2 separate regions of the Rattus norvegicus genome follow, and region 1 is linked to region 2. Evidence: chromatin contacts called from public Hi-C data. All regions are on one chromosome and are shown on one strand. The core of a region is the stretch at or near the end of the contact, and the rest is flanking DNA. Distances in the headings are between cores, read along the strand shown. Region 1 has its middle 30 kb from the start of Gpalpp1. Region 2 holds the start of Kctd4 (potassium channel tetramerization domain containing 4).

Evidence for each region. A called contact is a pair of places that touch in the nucleus more often than the background predicts.
Region 1: a Hi-C map of frontal cortex shows a contact between it and region 2, with 2.9 times the contacts expected there. The contact joins the enhancer-like site here to the promoter of Kctd4 in region 2. A contact is called at or near these places in 2 of 12 Hi-C or Micro-C datasets (frontal cortex and kidney).

The regions. Positions count from the first base shown.
Region 1 is chr15:57,805,624-57,811,919 of GRCr8, forward strand. No RefSeq gene overlaps it. Among named protein-coding and RNA genes, the nearest start is that of Gpalpp1, 30 kb to the right of the region's middle. Within about 2 kb of position 4,373, at least 8 of the 93 cell types and tissues checked have an H3K27ac peak or open chromatin away from gene starts, as enhancers often do.
Region 2 is chr15:57,681,332-57,687,176 of GRCr8, forward strand. It overlaps Kctd4 (potassium channel tetramerization domain containing 4), which reads left to right and starts at 2,281. Exons shown (of 1, transcript NM_001109650.1): 1 at 2,281-5,485. The coding sequence starts at 2,466. The coding sequence ends at 3,245. The region is part of intron 4 of Gtf2f2 (general transcription factor IIF subunit 2); the gene reads right to left.

The DNA.
Region 1 (6,296 bases), core at 3,123-5,622, 130 kb after region 2:
TCCAACAAGGTCATTTTTCTTCCTTTCTTGCAAATTTTTTTTTAAAAATTATTTTATGTATATGAGTATACTGTAGCTGTCTTCAGACACACTAGAAGAGGACATCAGATTTCATTACAGATGGTTGTGAACCACCATGTGGTTGCTGAGAATTGAACTCAGGACCTCTGGAAGAGCAGTCAGTGCTCTCAACCACTGAGCCATCTCTCCAGACCAAGGCTATACTTTCTAATAGTGCCACCCCCTGGACCAAGCATATTCAGACCACGACAGGACCCAGTGAAGGTTCATAGTCTAGAAAATGACACTGAGCTGGGTCAACCTGGTTAGGACAGGGAGCTGTGCATCCTCAGTGTCTAATGATGTCAGGGAACAAGCAGGGGAGGAGAAAAAGGAACTAACCAGGTTCACAAGAACCTCAATTCCGTGTGGTCAGCATGACATTATAAAACTCACCACCATCTTCAGTTAGATGTAGCTTTGCAATAGGGCACTTCCTATTCATGGGTGGGCCTTGGATTCGATCCCCTGCACTGAGGGAAAAAACTGCTGAAAATCAGAACTCCCACCCCTAACCTAGGAATGAAGCAGAGCTTAAGGTCTGAGCGAGGCCTGTAGATGTCTGTTACCTACATGGAGAGTTCTAAATGACAGTGACAGTTGACAGCAGCTGATAGAGGTGTGAGCGGGGCAGAGAGGGCAAAGTATGCTAGACTAAGTTCAGTTTGTTTTCTCTTTCTCTCACTTGAGTACAGGTGTGAGTCAATGTTTGCCACCTGCCTTCTTCACTTTCCAGCCCTCATCTCGAATGAGCCCCAGCCACACATTGCCACACTAGCCAGAAGCAGGTTTTCTTAGTCACAGCTGGAGTGCTAAGCTGTGGCTGTGATGTTTGTGACCTGGGGTGGGGGAGGGGTGGGAAATCAATGTTTTCAAGCCCTGTATACTTCTGTTCATGCCGCACTCTGTTTATGTGGAACTTTCTCCTCTGCTCTTGAAAAGCCCATTATCCTCTCAAAAGCTAAACCAAACATTGCCACTGAGAAATCTACTGAGAAGCACACGCCTTTCTATTTCCCCGGTTCTAGGCAGAAGACGTTCACCTTCTTCCCTTGACCTTTTGAGATGTGCTTCTTTGCTAGGGGTGTGTGTGTGTGTGTGTGTGTAGGCCAGAGAATAACCTTGGGTGTTGTTCCTCAGTAATGCCATCCATTTAGCTTTTCAGACAAGGTCTTTTGTTAGCCTGGAGTTTGTCAAGTAGGTTTGGCCCGCTGGATGGAGGGCCCCAGGGACATTCCTATCTCTACACCAGGGATATATGCCAGAGCCACAGACACTATGCTCAGCTTTTTATATGGGTTTTGAGTGTTGAACTCAGGTCTCTGTGCTTCACTGACAGGGCTACCGAGGTCCTTTCTCTCACCTTTATGTATTGGTGTTGGACCTCTCTGCCTCTCTGGGCAACAAGGCTTTTCTAGTTTCCTCTTGTTGCTGTGATAAACCCACAAAATCAAATCTCAACAAAATCAACTCAGAGGATAAGAGTTTATTTGTCTTACACTTCCAGCAGCAACTAGAAGCAGAATCTTAGGGGGATGCTGCTTCCTGGCTCACACACCCCAGCTCATGCTTAGCCAGCTTCCTTACACAGCTCAGGACCAACTGCGTAGGGAATGATACTACCCACAGTGGGCTGGTGTTTCCTACATGGTTTAGCAATCAAGACAATCTGTCACGGCCATCCACATAGGCCAATCTTATCTCTGCAAATTCTCATCTGAAACTCTCTTCTAAGGTGACTCTGGGCTGTGTACCTGGATGTAGTGGCTGAGTGGGAGACACTGGAGTAGGTGATATTTGTAGTGATCCAGAAGCATTGTCACTAGGAAGAAGTGCACAGTGGTTGACAGTAGACGTGGAAGACGTGGCTGGGGCTCAAGTTCTCCCCCTTCCATTCTGTAGTTTGTGGCCTTGATAGGTCACCCCAGGTGTCGACCTTTCATTTCCTCATGGTCATACTGGAGACAAAAATAATCCTCACTAGGTTGTTGTGAGAATTCTTAGGACATGGTGTAGAACAAGCCCCATAGAACAAGTGAGGTTGGTGCTCCCTCCCCACTCTCTATTTCTTCCTTCAACCTTGAAACAAATACCCGATGAAAGCAACTCAGGGAAGGAATGTTTCATTTTAGTCAGAACTTTGAGGGCGGAGTCCATCATAGCAGAGGAAGGCACGGCAGCAGGAGCACAAGGCAGCTGCTCACAGTGCATCTAGGCAGGAAGCAGACAGGTTAAAGCTGATGCCCAGCTTGCTTTTTCCCTTCCTGGTCAGTCTGGACTCCTTCCCCATAGAATGATACTATCCACAGGGTAGGTCTTCTCACCTAATTAGCCTAATCTTGAAACTCCCTCACAGATGTGCCCAGAGGTTTGTTTCCATGGCAACTCTAAATCCAATCAATCTGAGTCATGATTAACCATGACACTCATTATCTATGGGTCAACAGGGTTCCAGTGGCATGCCTGAAGATTTGACCAGTTGAATGAAAGGGGGGAAAGGGCTGAGGATGAAAGGGATGGCTGAGGTACAGATAAGGGTGAGTTTTGGAGAGGGCCAGGAACCTGCCTCCAGTGGCATACCTATATGTGGTGGTCATCTACTCTGTCTTTTTACCCCACTAAGACACAAGACTCACAGACTGTCCCCTGGCCTTTGAAACTGAGCAGGGATACAGGCATCGTGATGCCCAAGGAAAAGGGAAGGGTCGTGCAGAAGGATCTTACTTTGCAACATCTGTTCTGACAGGGGAAGAAGAGTGAAGCTTCCTCCACAAAATGGGAAAAAAGCACCTGTGGGAGTGGCTCCATGGTATAAAATAGTGAACCATGTGCAAAGCCCAGGGTTCAACGTGTTCGCATACACTGTAACGCATCAACAAAAACAGATCACCGAAACCAAGAAAAGCCTTGTCCAAAGGGTATCTCGTTACTGGAAGAACAAATCCAAATTCTGTCATTCTGGGAACAAACCCTTTTGCTAAGCGAATAGCTTTTTGAAAGACCCACCTTGGTGTTGACCCTGGAGAGACGGTCTTTATCATCTGCGGCACCGGTATGTAGTGTTTAGCGCACTGAAGTGATTAGTTTGTGTCTGCTGAATTTATAATGAATGGCAAAGTGCTGGTTAGCATTATGGTAAGAAGGCAGGGCAGAAAGACTGAAGGATCACATAGAAATTGGGATACAGGGCTGGGGATGATATCAGTTGGCAAAGTGCTTGCCTAGCATGTACAAAGCCCTGAGTTTGATCTCCAGAACTGTATAACTAGGTGTGGCTGCCTATGACTGTAATTCCAGCACTCAGGAGCTAAAAGCAGGAGAACCAGGAGTTAAAGGTCATCCTTGGCTGTGTAGTGAGACAGTGATTTATGGGCCAGCCTGGGTGGGATGCAGGATACCCTGTTTAAAACAAAACCCAAAAACCAGCTAGGCATGGTGATGTACTCATATCATTCTAGTATTTGGGAGGCAGAGGCAGGGAGATATCTGTGAGTTCCAGGCCAGCCTGGTCTACATTGTGAGTTCCAAGCTAGCCAAAGATACATAGTGAAACCCTTGTTTCAAAACAATAAAATAATTGCTATAGGCAAAAGTGGGTGTGGTGACATACATTGGCAATTCAGCCTTAGGAGGCATCAGCAGTAGGATTGGAAGCTTGGGAGATCCTTGGCTACTTAGCAAGTTCAAAGCCAGGCTGGGTACAAGAGAATCTCATAAAACTGAAAGAAAAAAATAAAAGAAAGAAATTAGTGTAACAGAGGAAGTTCTGTGAAAGGCTTTTTGTTCCCTAACATTTTTAAATATTGGCAACATTCAGACAATACTACACAGCACTGACATGAACAATTGGTCTCACTTGACCATCTTAAGCAGGGCTATCTGCCCTTAAAGCATCCAGAGCCCACCAGATTCTAGATGATAATGGACCAGCTGGTTTAAATGGGTTGCCATGGTTACACTCATGCTCTTGTTTCCATGGTTACGTTTCCTGGTTTCTCGCTGGAGTTAGATATATATTTGAAATTTAAAAGGAGGCTTTTTTTTCTTTCTTGCCTGCCTACACAGATATGTAAGGTCCAAAGGTCTAGGATGAAAGTTTTAGTGACCTCTTGGGAGGAAAGGGGGAGATGGTAATAATGTTTGTGACAGCTGAATCTACCTAGAATGAGGAGCAGACTCAATGGGGAACAATATTGCAGGTAGATTGATAACTCAATATTCTGAACCTGGGTATTTTGCTGAACTAGAGGCGAAAGCTGTCTTGGGTGAGGGACCAATATATTATTGTTTGGATGTGTGCTTCTGGGACCGGGCTGGGATGTTGTCCAGCAGTGGACTCAGATTAGATCTCTTTCAAAGTCGTCCTCCATCTCCGTGCTGAGCAGTGTGCCGCTTTTACTCATTTCTCCATCACCTCCATCTCAAATCATCTCTCTGGGCTCGCTCAAGCAATCATCTGTTTGGGGCTACCAGCCCAGGTGAAGATTCAAAGTTGGGTTTGGCTTTTCTTGGAACAGACAGACAGCCTACGTGGAATCCAAGAGCCCCCTTGTGGCAAGTCTAACAGCTCCAGCTTTTCCTCATCTGGAAAAGGACTGGAAACCTGCAGGACTCACAGGGGAAAATTATCTTTCTCCAGTGTCCCTCCCTCCCTCCTGCCTTCCTAGAGCTATACTGATTTTTTTTAATGCATCACCCAAGCCCTGGTAAGAGTGGCAGCTAGCCTGGTGGGCTACGGAACCAGCCAGAAGTAAAATGTCCCCTGTACTCTAGGCAGTTAGGTTGTCCAGGGATGGGTGGGCAGCTGACCCAAGCAGAGCTCAAGTCTTCCTTGAAACTTAGTATTAATGTTATGAGGAGATTAGACCTTTTCATTTCAGCGCAGAGTTGCAAAACTTACATATTCTGTCCTGGGGGGGCCATGTTTTGTTTGCTCTGTCTTCAAGCCAGGAATGTTCCATAGAACTTCTAAAGGGGTACAGCTAGAGTCTAACATCTCGAGATCTATGCCTCTGACCCAACTTACTTGTAGAATCTCACACTCCTTACTTCCAGAAAGTCACACCTTTGTTTCTTGTTTTTTTGCTCACCCTTTAAAAAGTGTGTCAGGTAGCTATCTAGGTCAACCCCAGGAAATGTATTTGGGTCTCCTATGGTGCTGTCTAACCCTCTTGAACCCAGTTTTGAAATGCCCCTGGGGTCTGTTTCTATAGGTATTGTTACTGCCAAGAAGGCATTGGGGGTCCAGTTCAAAGACATGGGAGGCTAGAATGGGAGGTGTGGGGAGGTGAAACTTACTGCCGGACACAGATCTGATTCCCAGGGACTCCTTCAGGCACTTCATCTGAGCCGTCTGCTTTGAGGAGAGGGTGCTATGAACTGGAACTGCAGGACAGGTTTTGAGGTTCTGCTGTGATCTTTTAACAGAAGGAGCCAGAGTGGAGGGAAAACTGAGGCGAATTTCTAGACTGAAAGAACAAGAGAGGCCAGTAGTTAATGGTCCAGTGTCCTACCAAGAAGAGAAGGTCAGCCTATAGGGAGTGGGATCAATGCCCACTCAGAGGGATGCAGACTTAGGATAAAGGGGGCTCCAGACTTCTCCAGTCCCTCTTGCCCTCTGAGGCTCTGGGCTCACACCCTCTCTGCAGCCTCTGACCCAAACCCGAGTTCTCCAACAGCCTTCTCTCATTGAATTTTGGCATCCTGCTTCTTGCTACCAAAAGCATCATCCTATGGACAGCAAGCTAGAAAAGAGGAAGGTGGACTGAGAGAACAGAAACTTCAAGAAGCGACTAATGTTCCAAGCACAGTGTAGCAAGCTGAGCAAGGCTGGTTTAGCCTCCAAAGATTTAGCCCCACTGAAATGCTTAATGGCAGCTGTTCTAGTGGAGCGAACACTGCACGGAAGCAGGTGTTGTTGTTGATGTTGTTGTTGTTGTCGCCGTTACTTTCCTATACTATTATTCGGAGACAGGGTCTTGCTATGCAGCCCTGGCTTGACTTGGATGAATGATGGACATCAGGCTACTTTCAAACATGGGGTGGTCCTCCTGCCTCAGATTTCTGAGTGCTAGAGTCACAGGTGTGCGTGCCATCACTCTGGGCTCCAAATTGTATTAAATCTGCACTTCTCTTTATGAGTACGTTTGTTTCTTCTCCTATTTCTAAGAATTCTGTTCTTGTGAACGTTGTGTTTATCTTCTTTGTCCAGTTACCCATTGCATAGCTGATTTTGT
Region 2 (5,845 bases), core at 1,031-3,530:
TCCACACAAAGCCAAGCTAGCAAGTGTACAACACAGGCAGCAATAACCAAAGGAAGCCTGTAAATCCAGGAGTGCCATCACATGGCTGAAACACAGTAACATGGGATGCAGTGGCATCTACTAGATGCCAGTTTCCTTTTTTAAGATGCAAGACGGCAGACAAGACACAAAAGGGAAGTCCTGTGGATTCACATCTCTTTTAGTAAGGCACCATGAGAAGGCTTCAGTTACAACCAGCAGTGGCAGCCAAAGCTGGCAAGCAAATCGTGCATGGCGAGTTTGCCGAAGCAAAGCACACCATAGTGAGGTTGCGAGTCTTAGGGTGAGAGGCACATGGTGGAAGAGTGTCAGTCCGTATCACAGTAAGCCTATAAGCTAGGTATGGTGTCTCACACCTGGAATCCTAGCACTGAAGAAGCTGAAGAAAAGAGACTATCAAGATTTTGATGACAGGCTAGGCTGTATCAACAAATAAAATAACACAACACAACAGGCGAGACTAAAGAAACAGCAAGTTTATCAGTGGTGCTGAGAATCTGGTAGCAGAAACTGTAAGTGGGCTTCAGAAAGAGATAGCAAACTTGCCTGTTTGACCTGCCCACCACCCCAATGGAAGCCTGTTCTCTAGCACCAACATCAGGAGGGTCCCATGAGGGCATCTACAGACAGACCAAGGAAGCTGAGCTATGCCAGAAAACCTATTCCTAAATATGATCATATTGTATGATTCAGGTGTCCTGTTAGTTCATAAAGAACAGACTGCATGTATCTATGAATGTATCTATGCTCTTGCTGATGTTAGTCAGTGGTAGTAACAAAACTCCACGATTTCTAAACTGGTATCTTCCTTCCACCCAACTATTCAGTTCTTAAAATAAGTCACACCCGGGGTTGGGGATTTAGCTCAGTGGTAGAGCGCTTGCCTAGGAAGCGCAAGCCCCTGGGTTCGGTCCCCAGCTCCGAAAAAAAAGAACCAAAAAAAAAAAAAAAGTCACACCCATAGTAAAACTTCATTTTAACACACACACACACACACACACACACACACACACACACACACACACACCCTCTGTCAGAATGTAAGAGCACACTCTTCTTCAATGCTACAGGGCTGAGAAGGAGGCATTAGTTTATGGCTCTACCAAGGCAAGTGTAAAACCCAGGTAAACATGAAAAGCTCTCTCAGACGGAATTCCCTCTTTGGTAAAGAAGCTGAATCTCATGATCATAAGCAAACAATGATTAGGCCTTAGATTTCTAGTCCAATTTCAAATTTTAAATGTTAAATTCATTATCTGCTATAAAAATATATAGTTTAAAAGATATTTAATGAACAGAAATGTAAGTGACTTTCATATAAAAGCCAAACTCTTACAACAGAGTTCCTCGGGGTAATTTAATAGACAGGCTGTTCAAGTAATATGTACTAGAAGCACACCCAGATTTCTTATCTCCGGGGCTTTGATTCTAGAAGCCTAAGCTCAGAATCCTAAAATGCTTTGGAGGGCGATTTTAAGGACAAAGAGGCAGGGAAGCCCTCCACTCACACGACTCCATCACTCTCTGTGAGATAACAAACCCTAACAACATGTAACCACGAAACCAAGCAGGCATTCAGAATCATCTTTCTCCCTGCACGCACATGGCTACAGTTTTCTCCACAGCACCTAAGCAGGGTAAAACGAGCTCGTGGATTTGCTATAGGAGATCGTAACTAACAAAATGTGAATGAATACTACAAAGCCAGCCTGCATGACTTTTTTTAACCTTGAGGTAAAAAATACGTAAATAAACAACCTTTTGTGAAAAGAAGCTCTGCAAATTTCTTATTTAACAAAGAGGTCCAAATACAAAACACTAAATTCAAATTCAATGTCACAACAGCACGTCTAGATACTTTTGTCTGGGTCTAAAACATTGCAAACACTGTATTTTTATAGGAAAAAATTCTATATGCTAGTTTCTTTCACCTTAGGTTCCCTATTATGACTTATTTTTAAATAAACCAGTACAACATATACTATTTCTAAAAAATGACAGTGTAACTCAGTATTAGTCTACTGACTTAGACTAAGCAATGACTTAGACCTTTAGAAACGGACAGAAATTCTCATTTACCTAGGAATTAAACTGGAGTGGCAGTTTAACTGGTAAGGAAAGTCAATTTACTCTGAGTAAGTCTCATTTACTCAAAAACAGACACAGAAATCCTTTTGCAACAAATCCCTTCCCTGACACAGTTAAATGCAAATTCTCTCTTCCGTCTTACTCCAGAAAGCTCCTGCATGCATAGCTGACACGCCACCTACTGCAAAACCCAGCTGCCAGCGCAGGCGGTGCTACCAGCATTTCATTGCATCGCCAGGCTGGGACGGAATAAAGGCGTGCTTGTGTGGTAGTGTTTCTTTTTTAAAAGAAAAAAAATCTCCAAGCCAAGAAGAACAAGCTGAAATAGCATCCTGAAAATGGAGCGTAAAATAATCAGAAGGGAAAAAGAAAGGGAGTACGAAGGGAGGCACAACAGCCTGGAAGACGCCGAGCAAGGCAAGAACTGCACATCCACACTGACGACCCTCAACGTCGGTGGTTATCTATACATTACTCAAAGGCAGACACTGACCAAGTACCCAGACACCTTCCTGGAAGGCATCGTAAATGGCAAAATCCTCTGTCCATTTGATGCTGATGGCCATTACTTCATTGACAGGGATGGGCTCCTCTTCAGGCATGTCCTAAACTTCCTACGAAATGGAGAACTTCTACTTCCCGAAGGATTTCGAGAAAATCAACTTCTTGCTCAAGAGGCAGAATTCTTCCAGCTCAAGGGGCTGGCGGAGGAGGTGAAATCCAGGTGGAAAAAAGAACAGCTGACACCCCGAGAGACCACTTTCTTAGAAATAACAGATAACCACGACCGTTCACAAGGACTGAGAATCTTCTGTAATGCTCCTGATTTCATATCAAAAATCAAATCTCGCATTGTTCTGGTATCCAAAAGCAGGCTGGATGGGTTTCCGGAGGAGTTCTCTGTGTCGTCAAATATCATTCAGTTTAAATACTTCATCAAGTCTGAGAACGGCACTCGACTTGTACTAAAGGAAGACAACACCTTTGTCTGCACCTTGGAAACTCTTAAGTTTGAGGCCATAATGATGGCTTTAAAGTGTGGGTTTAGACTGCTGACCAGCCTGGACTGCTCCAAAGGGTCAATTGTTCACAGCGATGCTCTTCATTTTATCAAGTAATTACCTGTCTCATGAACAAAGGCAACAAGCATGCAGCCAGCAAGCTTCAGAAGCCACAGAATCAAAGGCATCCCAAACAACGTGCCCAGCTAGCTAGTCCAGAGCCCGGCTGCTAATCAAGTACTGTGAGCTAACGGTATGTAAATCTATCACTAAAGATGTCCTTCTCTGGGGTGTTCTGCCTTCACATTCCCACCGACAGTGAAGCTGTGGTCTTCTACACTGTAAATAAAGACAATGCTTTTGCTATTTATTTTTTTTCTTTAAGCTGTCTTTCAATGAGAATGTCTTTGTACTTCACCTATCATTCACTATAGCAAATGCTAACAATATACGATTCAAAATCTTTTCTACTTAAGAGCAAAATTCCATGAAGAAAATGAACTGGTTTATAAAATAAACATGGAGAGCAAATTAAATGTACAGAGCTACCTAAAGCAGGGGTGACAGTGAATCAAAATGGGATTGTAAAACACATTCGAGCTACTGATTTGACTTTTAAAATAGCAGGCACCAAAAGCTTTATTATAGTTCCTGTATTTCGTACTACAATTATGGCTAAATTTATAATTTTGCTGAAAATTTCTAGGAAACTGCTTGATAACAATAAAAAAATAAATAAAAGCACTGCTAGCTTCTTTGCTTGTATTAATGATTGCAATAAAAGTTACACGTGTCACTTTAAAAATGAATAGTGCCACTTGATGATTGTGCATGATATCCTGCATGCATGCAATCGATCACCTGCCAGGCTACAGTAGCACCTTACTAGTCAGCAAGGGACAAAAATTAGCAGCTGCACTTTCCCACACAGCACAGCACGGGCAGTTTGGTCCCAGCTGAGCACATGGTGTAAGAATGGAAGACCCACTCTCACAATCACTCTATGCTCATTTTTCAAGCTCAAAAATATTAAATGAACATTATTCAAGAACACTCTTACAGAAGAACTTTACTAATCTTTTAAAAATCTATTATGCAAAAAAAGTCTTTCAAAATTTCATACTAAAACCCAACAAAGTCAACACCGACTACTCAATTCCTCGTGTTATACTAAAACTATCTGTTCTGCTGCTAAATCTCAGAGTCGTGCTAATGTTTTCTATCTCATGCTAACAGTCACAGAAATCTTAAACTTTACTTTATGAATGACTGCTTAAGGACTGTTCTCCCAGCTAAACTCTAAATGTGGGGCACGCCTTGCCTACTTACTCTGCAAAGAACACCTACATCATTCCTATGGTTTCACCTACATCATTCCTAATGGTCTCTAAGAACAAATTGTCTATTTAAAATAAATGAGCTGGAAGTGGTGATTCATATTGGAATCCCTCTAGCTGAGGCAGGAGGATTAACGAGTGTTTTGAGGCCAGCTAGGGTTAATAGGTGAGGCTCTATCTCAAAAAAGACAAAGCAAAAGAAAAAAAAAGGACGCAGGGAAGAAATCACTGAAACTAAGTACAATCCAACCTTATTATAGTAAACCAACAAAACCTGTTGATTATCTTGGCTGAGTTTGAATAGTTAATCATATATTATAACACTTTGATTACATATAAAATTTAGAATAAAGCTCAATATTAATTACGATTAACTATAACTGACTTTCACTTACAAGTTCTAAGGTAATATAAAAGCTGCCTATGCAGACTAAAAGAAACCCTTTAAAAAGTACTGTGCAAACAAAGTCCTTCAAAAATTCATACTAAAACAACAATCAATGTCAGCTACATAATTTCCTCAGATGTTACATTAAGAAAAAACTGCTTTGCCTTCTGTATCAAATCTTAATGAACTTTGAGCGGCTTGATCAGAACGTAAAGGGACTACTGAAACAGTTTTTAAAAAGTACAATTTGCCAGTGGCTGCTACTCAACTGTTTATACATATATACACCTCCCCAGACTAGGGGCTGACTTTTCCTTGGCATTCAGACTGTGTACTGAGAAAAACTGGTAGTGATTTAACATCACTGTCAAGTTTTTTCTTTCTCAAGGTTTCAGCCCAGATAATAAAGCTGTACTGATACAATGTGTTACTAGAGACACAGCTAAACCAGCCTCAGAGCTGCAATAAGGCTTCCCAGGACTTAACTAGAGAGGTTAGCTTTCATGATGAAGTCATTGATGCTGTTATGAACTACCAAAGGAATCCATGCATGTTTATGTAGCTCTTTAAATGAATATTCACTTCTGGATTTAAGTCCTCAAACTTTAAGGCACCATACTAATCTACAACAATTAGTAGTGGACAGGAAAATATGACTATACTGTTTCCCCTCATACCTCTCTAGAAACATATCTTTGCAAATTCAAAATTAACTGTATTTACAGATTCTAGTGCCTAAATGCTATGCTACAGGTACACAGAAAATGTCTAGTTTTAAATTTATGGCTTTCTAGAAATATTTACCAGGATCTTACTAAGATATCTTGATAACTTACAAAAGGACAAGAGTAAAGCTTCCGTGACAGTTTTGTTTCAATGACTGTGTAATGTCTTTCTCATAAGCAAATGTTATAAAGAACTCACCAGTGTCTCTATCTGTTTAAAGGAAGGTGGTAAAGGTTATTTACTATACTTCCAGGACCCAAGCATAC